Linked DNA regions of Sus scrofa: regions 1, 2 and 4 are each linked to region 3. The links are chromatin contacts, called in public Hi-C maps. All regions are on one chromosome and are shown on one strand. The core of a region is the stretch at or near the end of the contact, and the rest is flanking DNA. Distances in the headings are between cores, read along the strand shown.

What was found. A called contact is a pair of places that touch in the nucleus more often than the background predicts.
Region 1: a contact with region 3 is called in a Hi-C map of fetal skeletal muscle, with 1.7 times the contacts expected there. The contact joins the promoter of ANKRD42 here to the promoter of PCF11 in region 3. A contact is called at or near these places in 13 of 47 Hi-C or Micro-C datasets (alveolar macrophages, blood, brain and 9 more) and 2 of 2 datasets of contacts at active chromatin or transcription factors (alveolar macrophages and skeletal muscle).
Region 2: a Hi-C map of liver shows a contact between it and region 3, with 7 times the contacts expected there. The contact joins the enhancer-like site here to the promoter of PCF11 in region 3. A contact is called at or near these places in 1 of 5 promoter capture datasets (liver), 5 of 47 Hi-C or Micro-C datasets (adipocytes, fibroblasts and liver) and 1 of 2 datasets of contacts at active chromatin or transcription factors (alveolar macrophages).
Region 4: a Hi-C map of liver shows a contact between it and region 3, with 2.8 times the contacts expected there. The contact joins the enhancer-like site here to the promoter of PCF11 in region 3. A contact is called at or near these places in 10 of 47 Hi-C or Micro-C datasets (adipocytes, alveolar macrophages, blood and 4 more) and 2 of 2 datasets of contacts at active chromatin or transcription factors (alveolar macrophages and skeletal muscle).

Annotation. Positions count from the first base shown.
Region 1 is chr9:17,332,750-17,335,449 of Sscrofa11.1, reverse strand. It overlaps ANKRD42 (ankyrin repeat domain-containing protein 42), which reads right to left and starts at 1,400. Exons shown (of 12, transcript XM_021062582.1): 1 at 411-1,400. The coding sequence starts at 468.
Region 2 is chr9:17,262,708-17,265,407 of Sscrofa11.1, reverse strand. No RefSeq gene overlaps it. Among named protein-coding and RNA genes, the nearest start is that of PCF11, 34 kb to the left of the region's middle. Within about 2 kb of position 1,412, at least 6 of the 83 cell types and tissues checked have an H3K27ac peak or open chromatin away from gene starts, as enhancers often do. A contact at or near this core is called in alveolar macrophages and liver, where this site is marked.
Region 3 is chr9:17,296,614-17,299,313 of Sscrofa11.1, reverse strand. PCF11 (pre-mRNA cleavage complex 2 protein Pcf11) reads right to left here and starts at 1,445. Exons shown (of 16, transcript XM_021062577.1): 1 at 947-1,445. The coding sequence starts at 1,138.
Region 4 is chr9:17,240,114-17,242,813 of Sscrofa11.1, reverse strand. No RefSeq gene overlaps it. Among named protein-coding and RNA genes, the nearest start is that of RAB30, 19 kb to the right of the region's middle. Within about 2 kb of position 1,318, at least 13 of the 83 cell types and tissues checked have an H3K27ac peak or open chromatin away from gene starts, as enhancers often do. A contact at or near this core is called in fetal liver and liver, where this site is marked.

The DNA.
Region 1 (2,700 bases), core at 151-2,650, 36 kb before region 3:
TGCATGAATGAATGGATAGATGGATAGAGAGAAAGATAGACAGATAAGGGAGAGTCAATAGAGTCAAAGGAAGAAAATTAGGTAAGTCCAATATATAATATAATAATATCCACGGAGTCAAATGCTGCAGAGATGCCAGGAACTTAAAAGGGTCCATTAATTTTAACAAGAGTTGATGTCAGCTGGGAAAGAAGTCTCAAGAATGCGGGGCAGATGGAAAGTAAGGACAGCTGAAGTGAGTTAGAATGCGGGCCAGGTGAACAGCTTTAGGACACTAAAAATAGGTCAATTAGGGGTCATGAGGGGTGGCAGGTGAGAAAGGGAATGGCCAGAAGGAGCGAAGGCTCCCGTGGGGCTGAAGTGAGAAAAGGTGTGTGGCAGACAAGGACCAGCGAAGTTGTCTGACTCACATGGGGTCGCAGTTTCCGTGGAGGAGGTGGAGGGGCCTGAATCGGACACCCCAGGCATGGTGTGATCCCCTGGACTCCGGGGAGGAGTTGAGTCCAGGCCTCTACTGCTGCGGCGGTCTTCGCTTGCTGTGACCCACGAACCACTGCAGCAGCGGCTGTCTTCCTCTTCGTCTGTAGGCCCGGGGCCGCCGTCCTGCGTCGATCCCTCCCAGGTGCCCAGGCAGCGGGAACCTTCGTCTTCACTTTCTCTGTCCCAGAAGCGGCGGTGGTTGGCGTCTTCGCGGACGCTTAGCGCAGAGGATTCGCTGGCCACGTAGCCGCGGTCTTCACTTACCCCTTCCCAGGAACTGCTGAGGCTGCGACCGCCATCCACACTCCCGCCGTCCCAGGAGCCGCTGAGGCAATGGCTCCGGTCGTCACTGCCTCTCTCCCCGGAGTCGCTGGTTCGGGGGCCCCGGACCTCCCTGATCACCTCCCAAGTCCCACTGAGGCAGAGTTCGCGGTCTTCTCTGACGGTTCCCCCAGAGTCACTAGTGGGGTGGCTTCCGACTTCACTTAAACTCACGTCGCTGCTGCGGTCTCCCCTTACTCTCTCCCAAGAGTTGCTGGGACGGTGGCTACCACCTCTCCTGACTCTCTCCTGAGAGACACTGCGGCGGTGACCCAGGTCTTCACTGACTCTTCTCGAATCATTGCGGGAGAAGCCGACATCTTCACTTACTCTTCCCGTCGAGACCCTGCAGCGGTGGTCACTGTCTTCTCTACGACTAACCCTTTCCCTGGACTGGTCGCCGTGGTGGCCTTTTATCCTCCACACGCGATGGCTGGTGCGGCGGCCGCCGTCTTCGGCTGCTACTCCCCGCGACTCGCTGTGGCGGCGACCGCCGTCGGCGGGTACCCTCTTCTCCCAGTCGCTTTCCAGCGTCCCGACTCCAGCTACCCGGCTGGAGCTGTGTTGAAGCCGATGCCTTGGAAACGAATGAATTTCCGGCGTGCTGCGGTCATTTCCGGTTCCTCGTGGCCGTGCGTCACTTCCGGCCTCCCCGCTCTCTCGCGCTTTCTCCGCTTTAGCTCCCTCCCCTTTTTATTCCGGGGCTTCGCCTCTAGAGATGGTGGTGTGGATTCGTGTTTGGTGAAATTCCACTCAGTTTCACCCCCCTTCTGTCTAGACCCTATCTGTGTAATGGCCAGGCATCCGCTGGGCCCGCCATGGCTCGGCGACGCAGGTGGAGGCTTCAGGACTGCAGTCGGCGTAGGTGACCTGAGTGTGTGTGCCGCTGGCCGGGCGGGGCCTTTCGTCCTTCGCAAATCTAGTGCTGGTTGGAGCATTGGAGAAAATGTGTCTTTACCCTTTCATTTCATAAGTATGGAAAACAGCTCTAAAGGAGAAGTTAGCAGCTGCAGCGCTAACATTATTGGGTTTTACTACTGCCAGGCTCGTTGATAATCGCTTGGTACCAATTCTCACACTAATTTTGTAAGGTAGGTGTAATCTCCATTTTACAGGTGAGGAGATTCAAGGTATCAGTAATTATTGCTAAGGCTGAACAGCAGGTAAGTTGTAAAGCCAGTATAAAACACCGGTCATTGGTCGAAAGACCGCACCAGGTGTCGTGATTCCAAGGTTCCTTTCACTATAAAATGTTTACTTTCAGCAGTTTGGCCCAGATTGTTTTCTTCAACCCTGTTGCTTAAGGTATGTTCTTCCATTGATGTTTATAGCAAGTATATGGGTCAGGTTTTGCGCTAGCAATTGAAATTAGAGAAATTAGAATTCTCTGCCCTCCAAGAGCATCACCCACCTTGATTCTTCTCTCACCCTGTTTTTTCCCATCCTTACTGCCTTCCGACAAATTTTGTTTTGTGAACACATTTGGGAAATTCCCTTGACCCCTGCCTTTCCTTTCTTGAAGTACGGCAAATACCGTTCTTTAGCCTTTTATAACAATAGTTTCCATTTGTTGCGTTCCTGAGTCTGGCAAATGCTTTGTGTTTTCTTGTCTAATCTTTAACATAAACTACCTGGATAGTATTACTGTTCATTTCTACAGATAGATGCACCAAAGTTAATTGCCTGATCATACACAGCTACTAAGTAGTAAGTCCCTAAATTAGGTTTCCAACTAGACCTTTTGTGGGAGGGGCATACCAATGGCATGTGGAAGTTCCCCAGCCAGGGATCAAACCCACATCACAGTTGGGGCAACAGTAGATCCTTAACCGGCTGCACTACAAGGGAACTTCCCCATCCTAGTTCTTGGAGTTTTGTTGTACATACTCCTCCAAGTCT
Region 2 (2,700 bases), core at 163-2,662, 34 kb after region 3:
GGGTTGCTTCAGTGACAATAATAGATCCTTAACCCACTGTTCCACAAGAGAATGCCTCATTTTTTTTTAAGCTCACATACTTTAAGCTTTTAATATTTTCCAGGTGATAAGCTAAACATTTAGCTTAAATATCATCTAAGATTCTGTTTCCTTGTCTGTAAGATAGAGGCGGTAGTGGTACCTGCCTTGTGAGGTTATATTAAGTGAGATGATGATGATAGTAGCTACAATTTGTTGAAAGTGAGCCCTAGACCAGGCACCATTGTAAGCAGAGTGATTATTTAATTCAATCCTTACAAAAATCATGAGGTGTATACTCTTATTAGCCATATCTCACAGATAAGCATATTGAGGATCAGACTGGTTAATTGCCCAAGCTGACAAGGAAAATAAGTGACTAATTCATTTTGCAACTATGAACAGTGTTTAAAACTAAAATTAACAATTCTCAGAGTTCTCTTGTTGCCCAGCAGGCTAAGGATCTGGCATTGTCACTGCAGTGGCTTGGGTTGCTACTGTGGCTCAGGTTTGATCCCTCGCCCAGGAACTTCCGCATGCCACAGATGTAGCCAAAAATCTTTTTTTTTTTTTTTCTCTGATCAACAGCATTAGCCAGATTTATTCTTGGAAGTTAAAGTGAATACATTTCCACTGCATGCTCCTTTTTTTCCTTAATTACTTTTCTCTAGTTAAAAATAGTCTTTGGTGGGAGTTCCCAGGTGGCTCAGCAGAAACAAATCTGACTAGCATCCATGAGGACGCAGGTTTGATCCCTGACTTTGCTCAATGGGCTAAGGATCCAGTATTGCTGTGAGCTATGGTGTAGTTTGCAGATGCTGCTCAGATCCCATGTTGCTATGGATGTGGTGCAAGCCAGCAGCTACAGCTCAGATTTGACCCCTAGCCTGGGAACCTCCATAAGCCGCTGGTACAGTCCTAAAAAGACAAAAAAAAAAAAAAAAAAAAGTCTTTGGTGACCCTTGGGAGTAAACTTGAAGGGGAAAAATAAGGGCGACATATAGCCTGAAATGAAAGTGAGAAGGGCAGAGAGTAGGGAGGAAATTAATATTTATCAAACTCCTCTATATGCCTGTCATCTTAAGTATGTTATTCAATTTATTTTACTCAACAAGACTTACGGAGCACCTACTGCATGCCTGGAAGTGTGTTGATGATGATCTATCAAATTGTTACCACAACATTGCAAAATGAGGACAAAGAACCTCAAAGAAGTTAGGTAATTTACCCAACCTCACATGACCAGTTGTTGACAGAACCTAGTTTCAAACTCTGGTCAGCCTGCTTTCAGACTGCTATTTTCATTACTTATCTGCTTTGCCCAGGTGATGCCAAGAAAAGAATTCTCTGAGATTCCAAGTTAACAAGCCTAAGTTTCAGTTGATAGGCCCAAACCACATCCTGTCCCCTCAACCCTTGTTTGAAACTGGTTGACTCATACCACCAGAGAAGCTGGGAAATTGAGACCAATAAAAGATTTCTCTAAGAAACCTTTTTTATAGATTCAGTAAACAAAGCATTGCTTGAAGCACTATTTTGGAAAATTTCTAGTAACTTTTAGTTTGGCTTTGAACAAATGCCTTTTAGGAGTTGCTGAATACTCTGGAAAGTCTAAATACCACAATTTTCCAAAGGCTGGAAGCATTGCAGTGAGCATAGTGTTTGCACATCTCAGAGGCAGGTAATAGGGCCAGAAATCCTCTGACATGGGGCAGATATCCTCCAGGCACAAATAGGCTTGAAGCCAGCAACTCATGCTCAGAGCAGTCCAAATGGAGCTTGAAACAAGAGGCATCCAGTGAAATGTTTCACACGATAATCCACAGGGTCACTCTCAAGCTTTATCTTCTCAGCTCTGTGGAGAGGCACATGTTTTTAGAACTTTTTATTTAAACTATTCTCTTATGCACTGGAAAACCAAACATCAAAGAAAACAGCTTGCAATGAATTCTGCGGCTACAGTGTTACCATTACAATCCTATTTCCCCCCTTTTTAAATTGCTTGGTATAATGAAGACAGAATTCAAAATAGTTGGGACTTCCCATCGTGGCGCAGTAGTTAACGAATCCGATTAGGAACCATGAGGTTGCGGGTTCGGTCCCTGGCCTTGCTCAGTGGGTTAACGATCCGGCGTTGCCGTCAGCTCTGGTGTAGGTTGCAGACGTGGCTCGGATCCTGCGTTGCTGTGACCCTGGCATAGACTGGTGGTTACAGCTCCAATTAGACCCCTAGCCTGGGAACCTCCCATGTGCCGCCGGAGCAGCCCCAAAAATGGCAAAAAGACAAAAAGAAAAAAAAAATAGTCTACCTTTTGGAAAAGATGGCAGGTTCTAGCATTTACATATCATAAATATCCAATTGCTAAAAAAAAAAAAATCATCTACCTGTTGATGTCAACACACTTTTACTGAGTAGTTACCACATACCAGCCATTGTGATAGGAGGTGATGATAAAGTGATAAATGGCTCTTGCTTTCAAGAAGCTTCCAGTCTAGAGGGAAAAGAGCACAAACATGCAGAGTCATACTCAGAATAAAATGGGGTATTTTTCTCAATTAAGGTATTTCCAAGGCAGGCTGCAGGGAGCTGGCACTAGGTAGGACCAGGCTCATATTCCTTCTGCTTCTTAATTACACAGGGACCATGGCCAGATAGTCTATCTCATCCATCATAAGTTTAGC
Region 3 (2,700 bases), core at 196-2,695:
CATATCGCTCCCACATGAATCCACAGAAGAGGAGGACTACAGGGAAATATAGGGTGGCAGAGGACCACTGCTGTCAAGGGGTGAGGCAAAGCACGTCTTCACTCAGGGAAGGGAGGAAAAAAAGAGAAAAGGAAGAGGAGGAGGGACTGAACTTTTCAAAAAAAAACCTACAAGTACTTGTTACCCAGTGGGCCGGTTCTCCACCTACAGGTTGGGTAAGATCTCCTCCCCACCCCCACCCCCACGCCCCACCCTCAACCCCAATTTCCCGTATTTGGGGGCAAATGAGACCCTCCGACAGGAGAATACTAGTTATACCTAGCCGCCCCCACCCCAAAACGGGGCTGACGGGTGTGAGCAGCTGCCTGGCTGGCAGGGAATGGATTCTCCTCTCTTCCCTTTCGCATCATGTGCTTTTCAGGCGCCATGTTGGGCTCCTAACAGGCGGCTGCTCCACTCGGGGCCAGTGCCCTATTCCCACCCGCCAACAGCTCGCTCCCAGGTCCCCCTTCACCTCCTTCCAACCCACAGACACAATTACCCAAAAGGGTACGGGGGCGGGGGGCACGGAGGAAGATCCACTCCCCACCTTCCCAGGGGGTTAGAAAGGTTTTAACACTTACTTTCCCACATCGCAAACTGCCTTTTAAGCCTCCCCCCTCCCCAAACGGCTCTACTTAAAGCGTGTGCCTCGGGACAGACGGTGCGGTGGCCTAAATAGGGAGCTGGTAAGCGGAAGTGGAACTCCACCCTTTATCCTCCCCACTCCCTCCCTTCAAGCGAGGCCCACGCTCGAAGCCTGGGCCAAAGACCGAACCTGAGTTGGGGGGGGGGGTTGGAGAGGAGGAACACTGTCCCCCTTTGGACGGAAGCGAGACCTGGGATGAGGCTGACACTAAAATCAGGGAGTATTAGAAGAATAGGAGGCTGCGGGGTGTATAAAAACCTTGGCGGTTTGGGCCTCGATGAGAGAGACGATCTCCTTGGCGAAGGGCAGGTTCTCCTCGGCTAGAATGGTCAGCATATTGATGTGCGGTTTGCTATTGAAGGTCAGGTCTTCGAGTGATGACTGATAATCCCGACAGGCGTCCTCCCGGGCCCCCGCAGTACCGGCCTCGGCCGGCGTCTGCTCTGACATTGCGCCGCGGCCCCCCTCCGAGGCCCGCCGCAGCTGAAGCTGAAGCCGCTCTCGATACCCCGCCTCCCTTCCGACTCCTCTTCCTCTCCCCTGGTCTCTCGCGGCTCCGGCTTCACCACATGCTGACCGCGGAGGGGGGTTGGGGGACGACACAGGGGGAACCTCGGGTATGAAACGCCGCCGTCTCACGGGTGGTCTCCGTCCACTTCCAGCCGCCACAGACGCTTCTTTCTCCACAGACACAAAATGGCGGCGGCAGTGGCGGCTCCAGCTCCGAAAATGTCTGTGTTCCCAACCGCTGCGTCGTGCGAAATGAGCTAGGGGAGGGGAAATGTGCGGTAAAAGGGCGGGGCCGTTGATAAAGCCGGGCGTGATTGGCTAGTCCTGAAACGTCACAAGCCCCGCCCACAGCCCTTCCGCTGAACGTTCTGGCACCGCCTTCTTGTCGGGATCCTACCCGGACTTTCGCAACACTTACGGCTTAGAGGTGGGGTGGAAAAGACTGCCCCTCTCATTGGCGGATTCATAAGGGACTGTTCGGTCATTTGTTACCATAACAACCCACTCAGGGAGGCCAATAGTCCTGAGGGAGGCTGTTCCCGAGGCAAAACCCAACCAGTTTAACAAGAAAGCTCAGCGGCTCCACTTCGACCCTCCCTCTGCAACGTCCTAGCAGCTGAGCTGCTCCGTCAATCATCCTCCCTTCCGCCTGCCGGGCGGCCCCTGAGCGGGGTGGGGGTTGAGCGAGGAGGAGGCTTTTGGCCGGCCCCGCCCCCCCTCTTCGACTCAGGTGCTCCCGAGAGCCTGGGCGGGTCCTGCTGCCGCGGCCCACATACCCGGCCTGGGATTGAGACCTGGAGGGAGGCGCCGGTTTCAACCGGAACCTTGAGAAGGACCACTAGAGTCAGCTTTAATACACTGCTTGCCACTTCCACAAACAAAAACACCTCCGCCAGCTTTCTAGAGTTGAACCCCTAGGAAAATGCCTTTATTTAGAAGGGGTGCGTGTGTGTGTGTGTGTGTGTGTGTGTGTGTAAGGCTTTTCCATAAGGGTTTTCAGGAAATCTTTGGGAAGCCCACTCAGCTCTAGGAAAGGTTGCTCACAACAGCCACACCCACCCCGGAGCGTGATAACTCTTCTCTCTCGATCTTCTGCACCTCGAAACACCCTTAGAATATGCAATTTGGGTCAAATAGGAAGAATTACGTATTTTACTTGTAGGGATCTTTTCCAAGGTTTCTAAAATCCCTTTTTGGAGCTTGGAAATGATGCTCTCAAAACACAAAGCTTTCAAATAGTTCTGCCTTGAAGCTGCAACATAAAACATTAAACTAAAAAGGTATTTTTCTCATTGAGATAGTAAACTAAATTTAGGCTAAAAAAATTAGATATTAATTACGTAAAATGTGCTTCATTGTCCTTCTTAGGCTACTAGGCTCAGTAGAGATACTTTTTTGTTCCTCAGAAGAAATCGCTCTTAGGAAATAAATGAAGTAATTCCTTTATTTTCCCATAAAAAGTAACATTTTCACTTATTTTTGTTTTGTTTCTGGGTTTTTAG
Region 4 (2,700 bases), core at 69-2,568, 56 kb after region 3:
CACCCAACACAAAAATAAATGCCTCTTGGATGTATGTTAAGTGAAAGAAAGTCAAATTAATTAATTTTGTTTAAGCCCTGTGATTCTAACACTTTTCTCTAAATAATAATGACTAATATTTCAGGGTATTTGCTACATCTTAGGTACTATGGTATATGCTTTATACTCATTTAATCTTCACAAGCAATTATATAAAGCAGGTACTACCTTAATCCCACATGAGAATACTCAGGCCTTATCTACAGTTGAGTGGTGGAACCAAGATTGGAATCCAGGTCCATCTACTATAGGGCCCATGTTTTTAACTGCTTATTGTCTTTTTTTGGGGTGGGGGCACACCTGTGGTACATGGAGGTTCTCAGGCTAAGGGTCAAATTGGTGCTGTAGCCACCGGCCCACGCCACAGCCACAGCCACATGGGATCCGAGCTGAGTCTGCAACATACACCACAGACCACCACAACACCAGATCCTCAACCCACTTAGAGAGGCTATGGATTGAACCCGAGTCCTTATGGATGCTAGTTAAGATTCGTTTCCACTGAGCCACGATGGGAATTCCTTAATTGCTTATTTACTGCAGAATACTTAAGATTTAATACCAATTTTCAGCCATGCTCAGGCCTGGCCCTGTGGTTTTTACTGCCAAACCCAGAACAAGCTATAATATATCTGGATTTAGAGAAATCACTGTCTAGGCCTTCTGCAAACACTTCTTGGAGATTATCCTGTTCCTTCTCCCACAAGGCTGTGCCTTCTGAAAAACAATGTCCACAGCAGTGCCAGGAATCAGATCCTTTGAAGTACACCGCCCATGAAATCAACCTGCCTGGGCTTTGGCCAATCCCCCAGCTCTGAGTCAGCTGACGGGCAAAAGGGCCTGTGGCTCAGATGTAATCACTTCCTGGACAGAGTCAACCGCGCCACCTCCTTCAATCTTTTTATCCTTCCAACCTGATATCACAAGAAACTTGTGGGGAAAGGCACCACTTCTTTCAGAAATTGCATAGCAACACCCCCTAGTATCCCTCCTTACTGACTCCCCACCATTCCCGCCATGGACGGCTACACTTACTTCATAAGTGACAATAGTATTAGTGGCAATTAATGCTGGAAGCTTTGGTAGTGGATTAGAATGAAATACTGATTTTGGGGTCAAATCGGCCAAGGTTCAAAGTCTCAGCTTTGCAATGTTGCTGGGCAAATTGCCTAACCTCTTTAAATTTCAGTTTTCTCATTGATAAATAAGTGAGACAATATTAGCAACAGTTTATGGAGTTGTTATAAAGATTGAGAAACACACAGATGGGATGAATGTAATGCTCTTGGAACAGTGCCTTTGCTTAAGGCAAGCACTCAAATATTACCTCTAACTGTAGCCTAGGGTGAGTGAACAGTGGAAACTCAATTACTCTTCATCTAGAAAGTTCCTGGGTTAGTTAAAAAGTCCTTGGCAGATAGTAAGTGCTCAAAACATTGATCCATTTGATCAAGAAACTCCCTCTCTGTTTTAGTTTAATAGTACTAGCAAACAACTTGAGTTTCTTCCATCACAGGCCTGGGTTAGTTGCAGTCTTGCTATCATGAAAAAGGGAACAATACTATTGGGAGATTAGGTAAGCATCCAAATATTTTCTCTGGTTACAGTTTACTGGGCCCTGAAGAATTTTATATAAAGGTAATGGCTAGATGTGTTTAGAAACTTTATTGTTTACAAGGCATTTAACCAATTTGACCCTTAGAACTTTATGGGGTAGTTACAATTCCATTTTGGATTTAGAATGTTTGTTTTACAAGTCATTCTCCTCAACTGTGAGACAAGGATAATTTTTTCATCACTTTTCTCTACCCAGATAGAACTTCAGATGAGCATACCAACCTAATTGTTTTAAGTGGGTTTCTGAATAGAGATGTTTAAAAAAAAAAATCATTCCATCCAGAAAGCAGAGATATGTTACTAACATAAAATAACCTTTGGGACAAACTTCAATTTCTTCATCTGTAAAATTATATAACCTCTAATTCAAACACCTTAAAAAGATGAAAAATATAATGCTGATCTTTTGGTTATAGCACAGCCTAAAAGCAAGCTGGATACAATTTCTGCTCATAGAAAGAAAACCGAACATGACTGCGATGAATAATCAAGAGGCATGGAGTAATTTTCTCAAATCTATAAAGGACTAATAAAGGATGGTAGCACTATACAGTACTATAAGCACAAGTTAATGGATTATGTGCCTAAGCTGCTTAGATATCCAGAGATGTTTCCAGGGCTGAGTTCTTACTCAAGCACATGAACAGACTGCAAAGGGGCTGAATATATTCCAAAAGTATGGGTTTTGCACAAATGCACTGTGGAGGTGATTAGCACAGGGAGAGGGACTTAGCTATTTCTTTCTGTGTGTAATGGGAGAGGTGACATCCTAGATGGGTCCATAGATTTTCTAAAATTCTTAAAGGGCCATGGGCCCAGAAAACCCCTTTCTAGGGCATGAATTAAATCCCTATTCATTCAGCAAACATCTGCCACTTACTGTGTACAGGAACTATGCTGTCTGTTCTCTCATACTGAAGAACATGTAAAACAAATATTCTGAATAATTGCAATGAGTTATGGCATGGGTTTTTCTCCTTTTTTTGTTATCAAGACAAATGGGCTTCCTTTGTGATGTCTACCTATCTACTTATCTCAGTGACC